5 separate regions of the Mus musculus genome follow, and regions 2, 3, 4 and 5 are each linked to region 1. A link is a contact called in public Hi-C, HiChIP or PLAC-seq and promoter capture Hi-C data. All regions are on one chromosome and are shown on one strand. The core of a region is the stretch at or near the end of the contact, and the rest is flanking DNA. Distances in the headings are between cores, read along the strand shown.

Evidence for each region. Promoter capture Hi-C pulls out the DNA fragments that hold promoters and counts their contacts. Hi-C and Micro-C count contacts between places; a contact is called where the count stands out from the background. HiChIP or PLAC-seq counts read pairs in DNA pulled down with a chosen protein or histone mark.
Region 2: an H3K4me3 HiChIP or PLAC-seq map of the 230-238 cell line shows a contact between it and region 1, with 27 read pairs. The contact joins the promoter of Plcg2 here to the promoter of Gan in region 1. A contact is called at or near these places in 15 of 39 promoter capture datasets (the C10 cell line, the HPC-7 cell line, cranial neural crest and 10 more), 2 of 15 datasets of contacts at CTCF or cohesin (CD8 T cells and the NIH/3T3 cell line), 1 of 484 Hi-C or Micro-C datasets (bone marrow-derived macrophages), 24 of 115 datasets of contacts at active chromatin or transcription factors (the 230-238 cell line, astrocytes, bone marrow-derived macrophages and 17 more) and 3 of 9 other capture datasets (adipose tissue, liver and macrophages).
Region 3: an H3K4me3 HiChIP or PLAC-seq map of bone marrow-derived macrophages shows a contact between it and region 1, with 2.2 times the contacts expected there. The contact joins the enhancer-like site here to the promoter of Gan in region 1. A contact is called at or near these places in 17 of 39 promoter capture datasets (the C10 cell line, the HPC-7 cell line, HPC-7-derived erythroid cells and 10 more), 3 of 484 Hi-C or Micro-C datasets (CD4 T cells, bone marrow-derived macrophages and embryonic stem cells), 20 of 115 datasets of contacts at active chromatin or transcription factors (the 230-238 cell line, acute myeloid leukemia, bone marrow-derived macrophages and 11 more) and 3 of 9 other capture datasets (embryonic stem cells, liver and macrophages).
Region 4: a promoter capture Hi-C map of the HPC-7 cell line shows a contact between it and region 1. The contact joins the enhancer-like site here to the promoter of Gan in region 1. A contact is called at or near these places in 15 of 39 promoter capture datasets (the C10 cell line, the HPC-7 cell line, HPC-7-derived erythroid cells and 8 more), 1 of 484 Hi-C or Micro-C datasets (embryonic stem cells), 14 of 115 datasets of contacts at active chromatin or transcription factors (bone marrow-derived macrophages, double positive thymocytes, embryonic forebrain and 7 more) and 3 of 9 other capture datasets (adipose tissue, embryonic stem cells and liver).
Region 5: a Hi-C map of bone marrow-derived macrophages shows a contact between it and region 1, with 24 read pairs. The contact joins the enhancer-like site here to the promoter of Gan in region 1. A contact is called at or near these places in 4 of 39 promoter capture datasets (the C10 cell line, liver, neutrophils and 1 more), 3 of 484 Hi-C or Micro-C datasets (CD4 T cells, bone marrow-derived macrophages and nephron progenitors), 15 of 115 datasets of contacts at active chromatin or transcription factors (the 230-238 cell line, acute myeloid leukemia, bone marrow-derived macrophages and 7 more) and 2 of 9 other capture datasets (liver and macrophages).

What each region holds. Positions count from the first base shown.
Region 1 is chr8:117,156,690-117,159,389 of GRCm38.p6, reverse strand. Gan (giant axonal neuropathy) reads right to left here and starts at 1,409. Exons shown (of 11, transcript NM_001081151.2): 1 at 1,089-1,409. The coding sequence starts at 1,255.
Region 2 is chr8:117,496,926-117,499,625 of GRCm38.p6, reverse strand. Plcg2 (phospholipase C, gamma 2) reads right to left here and starts at 1,351. Exons shown (of 33, transcript NM_172285.2): 1 at 1,197-1,351.
Region 3 is chr8:117,558,884-117,561,583 of GRCm38.p6, reverse strand. The region is part of intron 5 of Plcg2 (phospholipase C, gamma 2); the gene reads right to left. Among named protein-coding and RNA genes, the nearest start is that of Plcg2, 62 kb to the right of the region's middle. Within about 2 kb of position 1,428, at least 39 of the 459 cell types and tissues checked have an H3K27ac peak or open chromatin away from gene starts, as enhancers often do. A contact at or near this core is called in bone marrow-derived macrophages, where this site is marked.
Region 4 is chr8:117,575,971-117,578,670 of GRCm38.p6, reverse strand. It overlaps Plcg2 (phospholipase C, gamma 2), which reads right to left. Exons shown (of 33, transcript NM_172285.2): 10 at 747-848. Among named protein-coding and RNA genes, the nearest start is that of Plcg2, 79 kb to the right of the region's middle. Within about 2 kb of position 1,375, at least 15 of the 459 cell types and tissues checked have an H3K27ac peak or open chromatin away from gene starts, as enhancers often do. A contact at or near this core is called in the HPC-7 cell line and double positive thymocytes, where this site is marked.
Region 5 is chr8:117,531,252-117,533,951 of GRCm38.p6, reverse strand. The region is part of intron 2 of Plcg2 (phospholipase C, gamma 2); the gene reads right to left. Among named protein-coding and RNA genes, the nearest start is that of Plcg2, 34 kb to the right of the region's middle. Within about 2 kb of position 1,316, at least 56 of the 459 cell types and tissues checked have an H3K27ac peak or open chromatin away from gene starts, as enhancers often do. A contact at or near this core is called in bone marrow-derived macrophages, memory CD8 T cells and microglia, where this site is marked.

The DNA.
Region 1 (2,700 bases), core at 160-2,659:
CTGTTACGGGAAAGGTCTGGCCTGGAAATTCAGTTTGATTGACTGCCTTAACCTCTGAACTGCCAGCCCTGAGCTGTCATATTGGTGATCTAAATTTCTTGTTCACAGACACCTGACCCCTAAGTCCACAAAGAGCCCAATGTTGTAAGGCCAGGCTAGGCTAAAAGCCAGAAGTTTCAAGGGCACTTGGATTGCTTCTGGAGTTCGAAGGTCTCCAAAAGCAAAGATTCAAGAACAGCATATGTGTCCGAGTTCTGCTGGGACAGAGCCCTAAGAAACGGCATACACATAATTTTCCATTTTCTGATCTGTCAATTCTAGTGACATTGCTATCATTCGTCTATATTTAACCAGCTTACTGGGCACTTTCTCTACCTTTTAGTGCCCCCCCCCACCCCCCATATTAAAAGAGCAAACCAGTTTGCCTGAAGGAAAGTTGCTAAAGAAAAGACAGGAGCCCATCTCACAAATTCTGATCCGATGCTATAAGCTTGGTCTCAACCTTTTCATTAACCTAGTAAACTGGGCTAAGGTTTGCGTCGCTTAAGTTTTACAGTGCCCTCTTGGTGGTTACAATCGCTGGGTCCTCGGTGGTAACTGTAGCCAAAGAACGACCCCGGGTCTTCTCAAATTCGCAACAGTTTTGCCTGTTTGTAACAAGGGAGTGGCAAAGTGACAGTTGGGCTTTGGGGGTGGGGGCTTCCCACCGACCTCTTACAGGGTTCTCCTTCTGCCTAAGCCGCGGGTGTTTGTTTTGGCTTCCCCGCGCAAAACCTGGCCGGCCCACTGTGCGGTGACTCGGAGGTAAAACTTCTGCGGGGCTCCGCGGGCCGGGCGGGGCCTGTCGGGGCGAAGGGGCGGCTCTTCCCGGAGCAGCCCCGCCCTGCTCGCGGGTGCGGGTCCAGGACGGCCTGTACACCGTGTTTGGGGCTTTTGCGGACCTCCAGGGACTCCGGGATCGGGGCGATCTCGGTGGAGAGGCCCATGGGCGCCCGAGGGGCGCGGCGGCAGAGCCACTGGAGCCGCAGGCGGCCAGGCCAGAGAGAGAGGGAGGGATGCGGAGGCGATGGGCGGCGGCGCCCGCTCACCTGATGTACGGGCTGGCCGCCGCCAGGATGTTCTTCTGCACCGGGATCTCCTCGCCGTCGAGGACCAGATGCGCGTCGCAGAAACGCGCCTCCTCCCGGAACGAGCTGAGCGCCCGCAGCAGGCGCGCGGCGTGCTGAGGGTCGGACACAGCGCTGCCCTCGGCCATCGCGCCTCCCGCTCCTCCGCCGCCACCTGCCCGACCCGCCCGCCCGAGTCCCGCGCACGTCCCCGCCGGCCACTCCTCGCGTCCGCTCGCCCGCCCGCCCGGACTGAGTGAAGCTCTGGAGTCAGAGCTGGAAGTTCAACAACGCGCCTGCGCCATCGGCAGCGCGTGCGGACGGCGCCTTTAAGGAGCTGTGCCGTTGCGTCATCTTTCCGCGACGCCCCCGCGCCCCGCCCTACCTCGCAGCAGCCAATCAGAAGGGCTGGGCTGCGAGCGCCGGGCGCGCCCACGGGCTGTGCTTGGTGCGGGCGGAAGGGTTTAGCGGTTCCGCGGTATCCAATTCCCAGTCTCGGCGAACCGAGTGCTCTCAGTGTGGAAGGGAGTGAGACGCAGAGTGAAGCCGAGGACTTATTATTCCTTTCGCGGGAGTTACGCCTCGCTACGTTCACGTCCATTAGTTCCGGGCAGAACGCGGAGTCCGCCAGAAGCCTTCGCTGAAGACGTCGCGAGTGAAGCGAGAGAAACAAGCAGTTTTGCAAGGCTGTGGCAAGGAAGGTGTTTTCCTCTTGCAATTGGGGACCGGGAGCAATGGAAGGGTTTTAAATACCGCGGTAGGGGTAAGGTGTTCCGAAGGTTTCTAAGATCGGGGTCTTTAAAGCAGATCGATGCCAAGATTAGATAGTGGGCTGGATAAAAGGACTCTGTGGTATATGCCCTCCCTTCCGCCCCCGCACAAGAGTACAATTGGGAAGGAGAGGGGGTCCAGTTAATTGCATGATTGCCATCCCTACCTTTTAGGAAAGATAAAGTCTGAAAGACTAGGGGGTATGAAGGCCAGATGTTCGGATGGTGGGGGCTAGACTTCCCACAGAGACAGATCAAGGCTGTGGTACTAAGCACCCCTGGGTGTGCTCACTCTGCAGGGCGAGCCTCGTCTGTGTCCCTGGAAGTTGCTGAAGGTGCTTGGGAGTGGAGGAAGTAGCTACCATTTTGTGCAAACATTAGGTGCTCGAGGCTACAGAGAATTAAGTCTTATGAGGACCAAGGATCAGAACATTGGGGCAGCATTCAAAGTAAGGCAGGATGTGGTTTTCAGTGCGTCAGCACAGCCTCCCGTAGTCCAAAGGCCCCAAGGAAAGTCTTGGTTTTCACCCTGGAAGCAGCAAGGCTTTGGCGTCACTGATAGGAATCAGAGTATAAACTATACTCAAGATAGGAGACTAGGGGAGTAAAGTCAAGGAAGTTACTAGTAGAAGATCGATACATTTCCAGTTTCCATTTCAAACACAGTATCTATACCTGCAGTGATAAAAGTATCTAGACTCTAAACCAGGAGGTGGTGACGCAAGCCTTTAATCCCAGCACCGGGGAGGCAGAGGCAGGCAGGTCTCTGTGAGTTCCTGGCCCACCGAGAGAGTTCCAGAACAGCCAGGGGCTACATAGAGAAA
Region 2 (2,700 bases), core at 102-2,601, 340 kb before region 1:
TGAAACAGAAAAGCCCTTTTGCGGAGACAGGGCAGGGAGAGGGTTGCCTATTTTCGAAATTAATTATTTGCAGAAGTTTTCCCACCAGTAACTTCCCACCAACTTCGCCCAGGAGGTGCAAAAGGGTCCCCGCTGGGGCTCCTTCAGAGTACCCCACACACGCCGCCTTGCCTGGGAGGCCAAGCACCGAGTAATTTTAAGCATCAATAAAAATCCACAGCCAAAATCCCCTGGGACTGCTACACTGCTGCCCACAACCGTGCAAAATGGGTAACAGCCTAGGGCTAGTCCCGACCCCAACATCCTGTAAGTGTCCCGCAGAAGCAAAGAGCAGGGGCCATGACCTGTGCCCACCAGGAAGGGCCTTTGCCACCAGGGTCAGGAACTGCAGGGAGTCTCTTTGATGCCCCGGAAAACAGGCTCTGGTCTAGTACGGGACCCAAGAGAGAAACCTGGACTCGGGGGGTGGGGGTGGGGGGGCTCCTCTCTGTGTGCTGTGTCACATAAATGGAACTGAAATTCAAATTTAGGTCTCAGAGAGAAAGCCACCTGTTTCCAGGGCGTGTCGGCCCCTCGCCCTGCCAGCCTCTCTCTCAACAGTTCGAGATCAGGGTACGGACAGGGCCTGCTCCTGACTTTCCAGGTATCAACCTCCTAGGTCCGGATACAACCCACCTTCCCTTCGAATTCTGGCTCCCCGCGAGGCAAATGACCTCTTTGAGATCCCCAAACTGAACTGAATTGCGGGAGGGGCGGGTCCCAGAATCGCGTGTGGAGAAAGAGCTGCTCCGCCCCACCCCGGAGCCACCTGTGTACTACTGGGAAGTACTGTTCAAAATCAAGTCCCCGCAAGCAGGGACGCGGCTCCCGCGTAGGACTCTCGGTGGCGAGGTAGACGCTTCGGCCACCCCAGCACCCGGAGCCGCGTCTCTCATTCAAACCCTAGTTGGCCACTGCTCACCCTGGAGAGGTGGCGCCAGCCCCAGGAGAGGAAGTGGCCGGCGGCTGGGCCGGGCCCGGCTGTCCCTAAGCAAGGGTTCCCCAGGGCACACCCGGCCACCTGCCCGGATCGCGCACCCCAGCCCTGCCCGCGCCCTCTTGGGCTCCGGCGCAGTCCCCACCCAACGCGGTGCCAGCTCTAGGGTCCCCGCACACGCGCAAGTCCCCGGGGAGCTCCATCCATCCTGGCTACTCACCTGGCGGTACCCCCGGAGCGCAGCCACCCGCACAATCCCTGGGCCTGCCAGCCACGGGTTGGGGGGACTCGGGGGTCCCTCGTGCAGCAGCCGCCTGGGGCCCGGGCAGTCCGGCAGCGCAGGTCTTGCTCAGCGGCGCTCCTTACTTCTGCTTTGGAGGCGGCCGCGCCACGTGACTCCTCGGGGCCGCCCCCCTTAACGCGCCGCCCTGTCTCAAGGCGGGTCCCGACCCGCCAGAGCATCCTAAAAGAGTCATGCCTTGCCCGACCAGGGGGAAACTGAGGCAGCCCCAGTACCACCTGCCTGGCCGCGATCGCTTAGCCAAGAGAACAGAAATTTCCCAAGAATATCAGAGTTTATGGGGCGCCTACTGCATACAGATACCATGCATGCATTGATTATCTTCACCCACTCGGGGTTGACAGAGCTGAATTTAGTAGTACATTGTTTCCTATCTTAAATGCCGCAGCCTCAGTTTCCATCTCTGCAAAACAGTGCCAGGCTCAAAAGTTTGTTTCAAAGAGTAACTGGGCACTAGAGAACTGAAATCTTGGCTTTTAAATTGGAAGACTGTGTTCTTTAAAACTCGTTGCTTTTTTTTCTGGGGAAAAAAAAATGTATTTTTCCGCTTAACGGTCCATACCTTTAATCCCATAACTAGGAAGGCAGAATGACAAAATTACATCTCTGAATTAGTTCAAGGCCAGCTAGGGCTATACAGTGAGATCTGTGTCCAAAAAAATTTTTTTAATATTATTTTTAAATTATGTGTATATGTGTGTGTTTATGTGAATCCATTTCTGTGAATACAGGGGATCAGGGAGGCTAGAGCTCATAGGATTCTCTGAAGCTGGAGTCACAGGCTGTTGTGGCTATGTGGGTTGCTGGGAGCTGAACTCCAGTCTCTGTAGGCGCAATATGTGCTCTCAACTGCTAAACCACCTCTCCATTCTGACAGAGAGAGAGAGAGAGAGAGAGAGAGAGAGAGAGAGAGAGAGAGAGAGAGAGATTTAAGATTTGATGATTTGATTTGATTTCAGGCTGGTAATCCCAGCACTTAGGAGGCCCAGGTAGGCAGATCTCTGTGAATTTGAGGCCAGCCTGGTCTACAAGGAGAATTCCAGGGCAGCCAAAGCCACACAGAGAAACCCTGTCCAAAGAAAGAGAGAGAGAGAGAGAGAGAGAGAGAGAGAGAGAGAGAGAGAGAGAGAGAGAGACTTGGTTTCTTCTGGGTGCCTTTAATCCTAGCACTCAAGAGGCAGAGGCAGGTGAATCTCTTGAGTTTGAGGCCAACCTGGTCTACAGAAGGACTTCCAAGACAGCCAGAGCCACACAGAGAAATTCTGTTTTGAAGGATAAATAAATAAATAAACAAGCAAGCAAACAAACAAACAAACAAAAAGACTTGGTTTTATGTAGCCCAGGCTACCTCAATCTTCTAGCAGGGACCAACCTTCTGATCCTCCTGCCTCTAACTCCCCGGGGCTCAGTTTACAGGTTTTGC
Region 3 (2,700 bases), core at 179-2,678, 400 kb before region 1:
AAATTCTTTTTTATTTTTCTTTTTTCTTGCAACGTTATTTGGCTAGGGTAAGAAACAATGTCTGCATGATAAGCAGAGCAAGCCTACAAAGAGTGGTGTGTTATCCTCAACATGCTGGCTGGCTTTAGGCACAAGACCTGATTTCTCTGGGCCTCAGTGTCTTTACATGTAAAATGGGTGCCTCGCCCAGTGGTTGGCTGGGAGCATTTGGTTGGCATGGGATGTGCCTAATCCAGTGGCTGTTGCCAAGCAAGTCCATCACAAAAGCCAGCTGCTACCATTTTGCCCTAGGAGAAGTTAGAAGCTGGACAGAACTTGGGCCAAGGAAAACATCTGGGGTTCGGGCTCCGCCTGAGCTAGGCCAGTCCATTCTTGCCTCTGGCAGCTTCTGTTTTCCTCTGAGAAACGGGCTTAGTCAGAGGCTGTGGGAGACAGGAAAGGGAGGGAAACTGGCCAGGCTGCTCTTTCTGGAGCACTCTGGGATCAAAGTTCCTTCTGAAGTATCCCTGCAGCCTCCTAGAGAAGGTGAGACTTTCTATTTCTCAGTGCTGACAAGCAGCAGGGCCTGCCTGCTGGGAGGGAGCTGGAAGAGGAGCTGGGTGGAGGGACAGCCAGGGAGCACCTCCAGAAACAGGGAGGGAGCACCTCCAGAAACAGGGAGGGAGCACCTCCAGAAACAGGGAGGGAGCACCTCCAGAAACAGGGAGGGAGCATCTCCAGAAACAGGGAGGGGGCACCCCCAGAAACAGGGAGGGGGCACCTCCAGAAACAGGGAGGGAGCACCTCCAGAAACAGGGAGGGAGCACCTCCAGAAACAGGGAGGGAGCACCTCCAGAAACAGGGAGGGAGCACCTCCAGAAACAGGGAGGGGGCACCCCCAGAAACAGGGAGGGAGCACCTCCAGAAACAGGGAGGGAGCACCTCCAGAAACAGGTTCCCTCTTGGCAGATGGGAAGATGGGTTTCTAGGCAGGATTTGAAGAATCCATCCCCAGGAAGAAGCAGGCATCCATCTCTGCTCCATATAAGACACGATAGTGGTGCCGGGCGTGGTGGTGCACGCCTTTAATCCCAGCACTTGGGAGGCAGAGGCAGGCAGATTTCTGAGTTTGAGGCCAGCCTGGTCTACACAGTGAGTTCCAGGACAGCCAGGGCTATACAGAGAAACCTTGTCTCAAAAAACAAAACAAAGACACAGAAGTGGACAGACAACTCCACCACCATGGAGACAGTGTGACCAGAGTGACCCCTTCTGTCACCCTGAGCCAGTCTTTTCAGTGAGCACAGTCTCAGAGATGACAACACCCTAAGACCTCAGTGTGTAAAACCCACGACACCCCACTAGCTCAACCCTGGTGGTACACCAGAGGGCAGCCAGGAGATGACAGATGAGAGGGAGAGGCAGAAGGGAGAATGCATGTGGCTAGGGGTCACAAATGCCCCAGCTGGATACACTAAACAAGAGACAGAAATGAGCAAGAGACAGACGGACAGAGTCACCTCTATGATGCAGGGACAAAATGGGGAAGTTGGTGTTGGTTAGTTTTGTCTCGAATATGAAAACCAAAATCAAGGAAAGACAAAGTAGTTAGTTAGCTAGTTACTTAGCTAGCTAAGTAGTTAGTTAGTTAATTGAGATAAGGCTTCACATGACCCTAGCTGGCTCCCAACTCTTTCTACAGCAGACAATGACCTTGAACTTCTGACCCTCCTGCTTCAACCGCCCAAGGGCTAGGGCAAAAGTGGTCTGCATCTCCACCCTTGCCAGGATGGAAGTCAAGCCTGCATGCAGGCTAGGCAAGCACTCGACCAGATAAGCTATAGTCCGGTCTCAAAATAAACCTTTTTAAACAAAAGGTCCAATGTGAGACAAACTCGAGACAAGGATTATAAAGAGTTAACACCATCCACTGCCAAGTTCTCCATGCAGGGTAGTGTTTGCTTGTTTGTTTGTCTGTAGGGATCTTTTTTTTAAACATATTATTTAATTTTATGTGCATGAGTGTTTTGCCTACATATATGTATGTGCACTACGTGTATGCCAGGTACCTGTGGATTTCAGAAGAGGGCATTGGGTCCCTTAGAACTGGAGTTACAGATGGTCATGAGCCCACCATATGGGTGCTGAGAATCAAACTCGAATCCCCTGCAAGAGCAAAGATTGCTCTCGCCTGCGGCGCCTTCTCTCCAGTCCCAGGGTGGCCTATATTGCTTGGTTATTAATTAGAGGAAGGAAATAAGAGGCTAACCAGTCACCAACTCAGAAAGAAAGGCAAATTTAAACAAAGGATGCTATGGCCATTCATCCTCCAGGCCAGCAAAGGACAAAGACCAGTGCAGCAGAGACAGTGGGCAGGTCAGTGCCCTCAGCGCCACAGCTGGAAGTCACCCCTGTCACCATATTCTGCCACCATACACCGGGAGCTGGCATCGGGCAACTAAGGAAGTCCCCGACTCACACGTACAGCACCCAAGTTCACACTCCAAGGTTGGCTCTCACAAAATTAACATGAAGTCAGAAGCCATTATGTATTTACCAATGGGGAAACAGTTGCTGGGTGAGCACTGCCTTTGCCTAAGGAAAAACCCAAGCAGAGTATCTATTTTTAAAAAACAAAACAAAACAAAAAAAAAACAAAACAGGCCTGGAGGTACAGGTCTCTCAGCTCAGCTATGCAAGGGCCTGAGGCAGGAAGATTAA
Region 4 (2,700 bases), core at 126-2,625, 420 kb before region 1:
AAATAATAAGAAAAGAGAAGAGGGCTGGAGAGATGGCTTCATGGTTCCTCTACTGTGATGTAAAATGGAGATGGGGAAAACCCCAGAAGCTCCAAGGTCTGGGAGCCCAGCATAAAGAGACCCTGCTTCAAATAAGGATGCATACTAGGACCTACACTTAAGGCTGTCTGTCCTCTGACCTCCTGGGGGCCGGGTGGAGGGACAAAATAAACATTACAAAGAGTCCCACTGTTATAGGTCTGTGGTAGAACCCCTGCCTAGCATGCAGAAGGTCCTGGGTTCAGTTCCTACCATGGCAAAAACAAGGAGGCCGAGAAGGGGCCCAGGGACTTTCCCATCTACCCACTCCTAGCATTTAAATAATAATAATAATAAATCAGAAACACCGACTGGCTCAGAGGTACATTTTACTGCCATAAACAGCCCCAGCGAGCAAGTGACAAGCCATGTCCCTTCTGATCCTCCCCGGCCACCTGTAAAAAGAAGTGTCCTCTATAAATGGCTCACACAACCATCAAACATTTGTCAAGTTCAGTTGGCTTCTCCCTGATGGCGAACGCCCTCTAGTGGCGAAACAGGTAATCCCACCCAGGTAAGAATCAGGAAAATGAAAAGCAGGATTAATCCCCACCCTGGGAAAACCACTCCTTACACGGAGTCAGTCCCCCGGACACCTGACAGTGACACCTTCCGAGGGGAAGGGATAAAGGAAGTCCTGCTCACGTGACATGCCCCAGCCCACTCACCTCATCCACAAATAAGAAGGGCTCTGCGGTCTCTCTCATTGTGTCGTCGATAAACTTGGTCATCCGCTCCCGGACTTTGTTCAGATCCTGAGCCCATAGCTCCTTAAAGATGTCGAAGATAACACAAAGTCACCAAAGGACAGGCAAGGTCCTCCTCAGGACCTAGTCAAGGTGATCAAAGACTGGACCCAATGTCAAACCTATGTCATTCAGAGCCACATAAATAAGGCTCCATCCTGGCATGGTCTTTGCCAGGGGCGAGCAGATGCCTTCTGCATGGGTCACCCGCTATCCTCACTCAGCAGTCACCACCGTGTGAACGCAGCCACAGACCAAATACAGGAAAATGAGCATAGCTGTATTGCAATGAAACTTTATCAATAAAAGTAACGACAGACTATGATCTGCTAAGAACTCAGAGCACTAGGCCACGGGTGTCAGTATGAAACAGCCAGGGACTGTGGTGGACTATGCCAGTGTTAACAGTTTAATTATGAAATGCCGCCCCCCCCAACACACACACACACACACACGGGTTCATGTGTTTGAACACCTGGGTTACCAGGTCATGGCATTGTCTGGAAAGGCTGTGGAACCTTCCAGAGATAAGAGGCTTGCTAGGGGAAGTAGGTCGCTAGGGGTGGGCTTTGAGGTTTTATAGTCCAGCCCCACTTCCTGTTCCTGACGAGAGAGGCCATGTGACCAGCTCCGATTCCTGTCACTGTGCTGTTCCCACAGGCTGCCATCTCTTCCCAAATATGATGGGCTATAGCCCCTCTAAGTCTAAGCCAGAATAAAGCCTGCCCAGTTGAAATAGTTTCTTCTGGTCACAGCAACGAGAAAAGTAACTATACAGTATAGCCAGCCTACTGGGGTGTCTCCCCTGGCTCAGCCAAGGTGACAAGTCACGTGTCTTCTTTATACAGCCTCATCCATGAAAGGAGGGTCCCAAAAGTTATACACCGCGCAGGTTTGGAAACAGGACCACATGAAGTCAGTTGTGTGCTTAGTGCAGTGTTCTTCGCTGCAGGAAGCCTCCAGTTTCTGGTAGTTTATTCTAACAGCCTCGTCCCCGTATGGTCCTCTAACCTGCCCCACCCTGCAAGCCATATGATGTCACTGTCACATAGAGAAGAGGACACACAGGCTCAGGATGACTTCAAGACGATCCCAGGTCTCCAGAGCTCATGAGAACCAGGGTCAATTTCCAAATCACTCAACCTGGGCAAAAGAACTGAGATGGACACCTCGCATCCCCTCCCCCAGGGGTCAGCCAGGCAGAGCCACCCCGATAGACAAATCCAGCCCCACTAGCAGATTCAGTACAATGCTGGACATTCCAGAAACATTTCCTTAATAAAAAACCACAGCATGCAGTGACCTTTCTTCTGCTACATTCTCCGAAACCTCAAATATCCACAGGCAACAAGATGAACGATACCACAGACCCGATGCTGGCCAATGCCTTCTGGGTTTCAGACATTCCCCAGTGTCTCTCCTTGTGTCTGAGATGAATGTGTGATTGGGTAGGAAGGGACACGGGGTGGGGTGGGGGTGGGGGGACGGGGACGGGGGTGTGTCAGAAAGAACAAAAGCCCAAAGACAGACTGAAACAGGATGGTGAGGCCCTACTTCAGCAACACAGGACTGTGGCTAGCTAACAAGTCTCCCCAGACCACAGACACCAAAATAGCCAGCAGGCTGTGAGTTCCCTGAATGGAAGGTTGTTAACAGCATAGAGCATGGGGTTCAGGATTTAGCTCAGTGGTAGAGCACTAGCCCGGGGTTCCGTCCTCGGCTGTGGGGGTGGAGGTGGGGGGAGAACCAAGAAGCAACACCACAAGTGCAGGATGCTTAGTGCAAACACCTTGGCTCCCTGGGTACCTCAAAGGGCCTGAATGGCCCTTCTCTCCTTCCCCTGCAAAGCACACGCGTTTATCAAAAGACATGAGCA
Region 5 (2,700 bases), core at 67-2,566, 370 kb before region 1:
TAAACCTTTTTGGGAAATTTTTTTTCAACCCTGCTCTAAACAGTAACTACGTCCTACCTGTAGGGTTTGGAGAAAGACCATCTCTCCCCCTGATGCTGAGTGTGGGCAGAAGCAGGTGGGTATCTTACAGTAACAGGGCAAAGCCGGAGACCCTTGGTTCCACTGTTGGCAGAGACTGAATAAGCAAAAGTCACAGTGATGGAAGACCCAAAAGACTGCCAGGTCCTACCCACCACGGGACATCATCCAGCCACCAACAAGGACACATCGGCAGTACTGGTAAAAATGTCCCCCACGCGCATATAAGCCAAGGCAAAACCCCTGTGTGCTCCAATAATCAGAGAGCGAGGAGCAGCTGGAGTGGACACTCCATCAGTGGAGCACTAGCACAGTTCCATCCCCTGCCATCATAAAACTGGTGTGGTGGGCCACACCTGTCAGCCCAGCACTGGCAGAGACAGAAGGATCAGAAGTTCACGGTGATGATCCTTGGCTGTGCAGCAAGTTCAAAGTCACTGTAGGGTATGTGAGGGGACCCTATCTCAAAAAGGGGCGGGGGGGGGGGGAGGAGAAGATGGGAAGCAGCTAAGGAGAGAATGGATAGTCAAGAACGACAGACAGCCATGGAGCCTTCTGGAAGCTGGCCAGGTCCTAACCTAGACTGTACTGATGGCCCTATTATGGCTCTGCCTATAATTAATCATTATATTGAATACTTAAATCGGTTGAGTCAACTATTTTTGAAGGCGTGGGATGGCAAGGAAGATCAACATAGCTTTTCCCTTCTGTGGACATATATTCCCATCTCCCCAGCCACTGTCCCTTCTGTCTACTCTACCCTTACTGGTTTGGTTTGGTTTTAGCAGAGCCACTCTCTGGTCACAGGACCTTGACACTTGCTAGAATGCACAAGCTATTATCTTCTGTTCCCTCTATGCCTGCCAAAGGACATCTCTTGCCCAAAGTCAAATCTGCCCAAGCAAAACAAATACATAAGAGCCCCAACAGTGGGATAGGTGTCAGGATGCCTACATGGCACTCAATGTCACCCTACAAGCAGGACTCTAGTGATGTGCACCAGAGCTCTGTCATCTCTCCGTTCTTTCTGCGCCCCGCCCCGTTAGCTTTCTGAACTTTAGCAGTTCGTGGCAAGAGCAGAACACAGACTGTGAGGAAGGAGTTTCTCACTTAACTGAGCAGAAAGCTCAGCAGGCTCTCTGCAGCTGCCATCATGTTCAAACATCACAGCTGCACTCTGTGAGGCTGGTATGAAAAGCGTCCGTGAAAGGAAAGTGAGTTTTTTAACTTTAGATGTCTTCCTAGGATGACGACGACGACGCCACCACCAAACAAGACCACACAGATCAACACTGTGGCTGCTACAAGAAGAGGAAGAAGAGGCAGCTCACATGGCTGCTCAGAGCCTTGAAAGTGCTCAGCTTCTGGGCGGTGGTGGCGCACTCCTTTAATCCCCAGCACTCAGGAGGCAGAGGCAGGCGGATTTCTGAGTTCGAGGCCAACCTGATCTACAAAGTGAGTTCCAGGACAGCCAGGGCTATACAGAGAAACCCTGTCTCGAAAAAAAAAAAAAAAAAGTGTTCAGCTGCCTGGAAGAGCCTATAGCTTGTGAGCCACTGTGGCTACTGATGTGTCCAGTAAATCCGGATGGTGGGGGCCCGTTTATGTGTTTAACTGAGTCAACACATTAAAGGTGAGATTTCACATTAACAGCCTGCAATCCCCCACCACAGACCTGCAGAGCCTGAGCCACCCTGGGAGGCTCGATCCATCCACTCTCTAGCAGGCATGTCATGGCTCAGCTGGTCCCTCCTTGAAGCTTGGATTTGAAGTCATTTGTCTGCCCCTCAGCCGAAATCTACTTCTTTCCTTGGGGCTCATCAATGCAAAGGCTTGTTTTGAGGGTCTGAAAACAGCTCTGTGCCTATAGAAAGACGCCAAGATCCTAAAGCACAGGTCATGACTGAACTGGCCTTGAACTCACCAGGGCACTTCCAACTTAGGATGGTCTCTTATTTCAACACCAACTCAACAGGGAAATGAGACAAAGAGACTCTAATAAGAGGTGGACAGTGGTCTCTGGAAAACCCAGTGGTCCTGAATTGTAGACTCTGGCTGCCTCAAGAGCTGTCCTAAAAGCTGGGCGTGGTGGCGCACGCCTTTAATCCCAGCACTGGGGAGGCAGAGGCAGGCAGATTTCGGAGTTCGAGGCCAGCCTAGTCTACAAAGTGAGTTCCAGGACAGCCAGGGCTATACAGAGAAACCCTGTCTCAAAAAACAAGCAAACAAACAAACAACAAAGTTGTCCTAGAAAACCACAACCAAGGCCCTGCTCACTGGGTGATTTCAGAAAGCACCTCCTGCCTTTTGAGACTCAATTGCATCTGTAAAATGGGTAGATTCATCAAGAAGTATCGGGATTTTTCAAGGACCAAGGATCTGGTTAACAAGTAATTTCACCTATCATGCATGACATTTGGTAGTGGACAGGACACAACGTGTCCCCCAGCCCCTGCCCCATGACACCTCGGGGGACAGATGGCCATTCTGTAACTGCTCCGTATGTGGTAGTGCATATGTTAAAACCCCCTAAAACGTAGCCGCTGTTATGATTTCCCACCATACCCAAGAGGAAACTGAGGCGAGGCACGAAAGATCTCAAACACGGCTGAGCAGAGCCGG